Regions from separate parts of the Sparus aurata genome. Here region 2 is linked to region 1. Evidence: chromatin contacts called from public Hi-C data. All regions are on one chromosome and are shown on one strand. The core of a region is the stretch at or near the end of the contact, and the rest is flanking DNA. Distances in the headings are between cores, read along the strand shown.

Region 1 (2,604 bases), core at 67-2,566:
TCTGCAGGATCTTATTGAATGACACATGACACATTTTAATGGATGTAATAAAGATTCATGGTCGGAAGCAGCCCTGAAAAAAGACTTTGTTGGACTTATCTCTGATGTTTGGACCGGAGCACTCACGAGGATCTGAACGACAAGCATGAAAATGTATTAATTTATTGAGCTGACTGTCATTTCATTGCTTTGCTTTGCTTTTATGTGTACAGTATTTTTTTTTTATTTTTTTTGAATTATTGTTATTTTAGTTTTACTCTGTGTTGCAGCACTTTTTTTTACTCTCTGTCCAATGTGAAAAACAAACGAGACAAATTCAGAAAATGTGCATTTTTAAAAACAACAAAAAACAAAATACAGCATTTTATTCTCACGTGTTCTTTGTACTGTGTGTGTTCGGGTTAAGTTAAATGCACAATAAACGTTTTATAGCATCTGTCCACCAGAGGGCGCTGGCGGTGCTGTCACGTGTCTAATCTGCCTCGATTTAAACAGAGAAGAAGAAAAATGAGGAAGTCGGTGCGAGTGTAACGAAGATATGTTATTGAGAAGATGTATTACTCCTGAAAAAAAAAATCACCACCACTACTACTACTACCACCACCACAATGGTCGTATCAGAACTGTGTTATATGGTTGAATATGACATGGCACTTGAGTCTCAGGTTAAAAAAAGAAATTAAATGGGCTTAAACATGTAGAGATCATTGTTTTAAGAACCAAATATTAGTAATAACCTTTTCCTTCATTGTCATTTTTAGAGTGTAAGAGTGTAAGAAAATTTTACATTTCAGAAGCATTTCATGGGATTATTTTGGATGACACAGTGATGACACAGAGTTAAAATGTATGTTGTATTGATAATAATAATAATAATGAAATTGTTGTTTATAATAACTGTTTTCTGTGAATCTGCTTTTGAAACATGTTAATTTGTATAATATGTGGTCATGTATTTATAATTTTGAGAGCCTACATTGCAACATTTTACACTGTGAACTGTGATTTTTTGTTGTATTAGTGATACAAACTACAAAACTAATTAAATAAAAGCTGAAATCACCCCTTTCCCCTCCTGTTTAATGAATGAGATATTGCTGTCAAGGAAGTGTTGTTTTCATCATCTTTGTGTTACTGTCATTGTATTTATTAATGTTTTTGCAAATGTTGAATATATTCTTGTTGATTTCAACTGAGAACATGGGGATTTTATCTTTTAATGGCGGACAACCTCGGCTGAAAATAAATATTTATTGAAAGAAGAAATAATAATTCCCCCCACTCGTTCGTCTTCGATTTCTCCGACAGAGTGGAGCATCTCACCTCCTGCCCACCTCCCCCGTTTAACAGTCTATTTCAGCTGTCATCCCACAGATCTCTCCAGTCCGGGACACCGTCGGCCACAGCCGGTGCAGGTGGTTATCATAGCGACTGAACGGGTAAGTTAAACAAGGTCTTTACATCCTTCTTCAACTTCTTCCCCGTTATTTCTATCACTGAATTCCCGGAGCAAAGATAGGCAGAGAAGAGGAAGTAACGGTGTACGAGTCAACGTCAGTTTTCACACTTGACGCCAGTTAGCTTGCCAAAACGTCGCCTCCAGGCAGTAATACCGGCACTTAACTGAGAATAAATGCATTATAACAGTTGAATTCCCTGTGACAGCTAATTCAGCGAAAGCTAAAGTGAGGTTAAAACACTTGACTAACTTTCTGTGGTGTTAGCTTTTAGCGCCATGTAAACCGTTATTAGCAAGCTAACGCGTCGTCACCGAAAGTCAACCTGAGCTGGCTGCTAGCATTTGTTTGTTTTGTTTTGTCCTGACAGGGTGTTAGCTTGGAGAGAAGGGGCTGGAGGCTCGCAATGATGCTTCGGGCCGGCGGTAAGCACATGTTCCTTAAGATACCGAGCAATTATTGTGCGAATGTGCTGTTTACAATATGATAAATGGCGCCTGACAGCTTCATCTACCTCTCTTCTCTCTTCAGGTATTTTGAAGTTGGCAGCGCTCATCTTTGCGTTCCTCCTGGCTGTCTTTCTGGCTTTCCAGCTGCTGGAGATCAACACGGATTTTAAACTGGGCAGTGTGATGTGTGAGTACCAAGTGTTTTCTCAAAAAACGAAACCAAGCGGCCATTTAAGATTTGTCTTGTTGTAAAGGAAACCTGAGGTCTTTTTAATCCATTCATTGTGAGGGGTTGTTTTGTGGCAGTGTCGCCTGGAGGCTCAGAAACCAAATATGGTTCATTGTTGTTCTATGTTATGAGGGTTTCGTGCTGGATTTTCCCACGGAGCTGCCCTTTTTATGTGTCCATTTCAGATGAAAGTGTTCTCAAAGATGCATGTATTTCTTTTGCTTTTCAGCCAGATCGGTGCCTGTGAATGAAGCCCGTAAGTATGCTTCTATTCTAACAATTTCCTCTAATGGATTTGCTTTATTAAAGACTGATGCATGCCAGAGGAAATCTGTCCATACCCGTCGACAAGAGTGCTTATAATTATGGTTAAATCCTGCAGTATACAGCTAGATAATGGCACATGAATCTCAGCCCCCATAATCAACCAGGGCTGATAATCAATAATCTAGAGTTGCCTTTTGTTGTG
Region 2 (2,604 bases), core at 59-2,558, 150 kb after region 1:
CCAGCATGCAAGAAACAACAATTCCAACTCGCCTTATCAGAAGTGATTTCCTGAGGAGCTCTCTCCAGTTTGTCTCCTGGTTTGTTTACCTCTGGCCTCTGTTGGCTTCCACATCCAGGCGTGATGTAGCCTCCACTGTGTCACCCTCTCACAAAATCACGCTTTACGTAGCCTAGTTCATTCACTGTCAACAAATGTGTCTGACATTTTACTGAAACATGGCCAATGTGTGCTGATGAGTGTTTCTTTGTATTCCCTGACATTTGATGGAATAAGAAAAGACACATACCTCTCTTAAGTTTTGTCTTCTCTACAGAGTAGATTAAACAAGAATTAAAATGTCAAAATAAAACAATAACTAGATGTTTCTAGCTTCTTTTCGCCATTGGAATAGTCAAAATCTGTCCCGATTAAACAAGTTCTGTTCACTTCACTGAAATGCCTCTCGCTCTGTTGTTTTGACTCTAAATTAGACAAATGTACTTGGAAAGACTTTGAGTTTTTGCAGTGTATTTGTCCGGTGAGACCAGGAGACAGACTGTAAATGTGCTATTTTCTTGCCAAACAGCAGAAATTAGGTTTTTACAGTTATTCTTAAAACTAAAATGATCATTATCTTAATCCTCGTTTTATACCACAGCTGTAAAATGCACTGAATGTTTTTATACTGATACAAGTTGTGACCTAATTGTAAAAAGTTAGCATTCATGATCAATTAAAGTCATTTTTCTTACATTAGGCTTTAAAAACAAGCCCGGAACATAATAAAACACAACCAAACTTAAACTTAAACACATTATTACAAAGTCCCTCATTAGCATCAGCAGTCCACAGACTTCCTGAAGTCCAGAACATTATTAGCATCTGGGTCAAAGGCCGAGCGGTTTCCAGGCGCTACTTGTCGCCCGCCATATAACCACTGGGATGCTAATGTCTCCCCACAGCGGAGCAAACAGAAGCCACTGTAAAAAAGCCGGCGTCACCTCTGACCTCTCTCCCCCTGAAGTCGCCCCGCTTTCCCGCTATTGATCCTCCAGATTCCTCTGGCGTTGAGGGTGAGTGTGAGAATCCTCCTGCAGATAAAGGCACTCAGAGGAGTCATTAACTATGGCTCAGCCGGAGCGTGTGTGTGAAAACTCTCCATGCAGAGACGACTGCTGAGATGGATCATTAAAGTCATATATTGCTGCTGGTGGTGGTGGGTGGTGGTGGTGGTGGGGGTGTGTGCGGTTCAAAGGTTGCCCCATCTCTTCTGGACTCTCTCAGTCTGTACAGAGAGGCAGGTGTAGGTCAACAGGATCAGCCTGACAGATGCAGGAACTCGGCTTTGACATATAAGGAGGCCGCGAACACGTCAGGTAAGCAACATGAATCGCGCTGATTGGACGATGGCTTTTGTTGGATTATGGGAAACTTTTCATATGTTTGGCCTCTGATCTTTAAATGCTAACTCATCAAGCTTCCTTGTTGTTTGGGCTCCAACAGGTTCCCACTGCTGCATATCTATATACAATGATTATGTAAATATGTAGGAAAGTACTGAAGTGGTGATTCTTCCATTGGACACAAACTGAGCTCGGACAATTTGATGGAAGGCGACAAATATACAAAACAGACATGACTAGAAAATCTGTGCAATGACATCAAATAACAATATATGAATCATCTGTCTGAACAAATGCTTCATATACGCTTCTTTTGTTTGCAAAAAAATTACTAACCCTCAGATAAATATATGTTGGCATTACTTATGTTTGGAGTCCAGAGACGTCCAACAGTGAATAAACTCATAAAAGTCCAAAAATCTTCTACCTGCAATGTTGAAAAAGTAATCAAAAGTCGGAGTTGAGTGAAAGTAAAGATGAGACAGACAGAACATTTTTCATGTAAAAGTCTTAAAATATCTGATATTAGATCTACTTCAGTATCAAAAGTACAATTAAAAGTGCATTTTGCATATATTAACATGCATCCATATACTGTCTTCTGTGGGTTGATGGATTTATTATTTTACTCATTTAATCTCCCCGTATTTCACACTCAGTTGTTTATATTTATATTTGCAGTTACCACTGAAGTCACATGCTTTTATTGTGATGCTCTTTGTATCCGTTTAAAGGGGCTAGGTAAATAAAGTTATCATCATTATTATTTATCCGATTTAAATACATTAATCTAAACGTGCTGTGATTCACTTTGGCTCTGATGATGCAGCATGAAATCTTCAAAGCAACAGGAAACATAAGTTATCGAATCAACGTAGTGGAGCAAAAATTAAAACATGGAAGTGGAAGTATAAAATAAATACTTGAGTAAATGTATTTAGTTATATTCCATCACTGGAAACAGATCTCCAAATAGATTGTTTTGGGAGGGCAAGCAGGTTAAGACATTTTTTATTTTTTTGAAGTTCTTGTCCTTCTCTTCATCTTAACTTCTCGTCTGATTGTCCTTCGTGTCCGTCACCAGGTAAAATGAAGGCGCTCACACTGCTGCTCGTGTTCCTCACAGTTTCTGGACATTCATATATTTTGCAGCCCGGTAAGTAAAAAACATCACGTCAAATGTACTGTAGTCATAAACACCTCCGTGCTAATTATTTCA

Evidence for each region. Hi-C and Micro-C count contacts between places; a contact is called where the count stands out from the background.
Region 2: a Hi-C map of an unstated tissue shows a contact between it and region 1, with 8 times the contacts expected there. The contact joins the promoter of LOC115595282 here to the promoter of fam3c in region 1. A contact is called at or near these places in 2 of 2 Hi-C or Micro-C datasets (skeletal muscle and an unstated tissue).

Annotation. Positions count from the first base shown.
Region 1 is chr14:17,152,231-17,154,834 of fSpaAur1.1, forward strand. fam3c (FAM3 metabolism regulating signaling molecule C) reads left to right here and starts at 1,317. Exons shown (of 10, transcript XM_030440702.1): 1 at 1,317-1,439; 2 at 1,828-1,882; 3 at 1,989-2,093; 4 at 2,365-2,391. The coding sequence starts at 1,864. LOC115595197 (sortilin) reads left to right here. Exons shown (of 21, transcript XM_030439361.1): 21 at 8-1,068. The coding sequence ends at 22.
Region 2 is chr14:17,306,744-17,309,347 of fSpaAur1.1, forward strand. LOC115595282 (extracellular matrix protein 2) reads left to right here and starts at 1,309. Exons shown (of 4, transcript XM_030439533.1): 1 at 1,309-1,358; 2 at 2,470-2,541. The coding sequence starts at 2,475.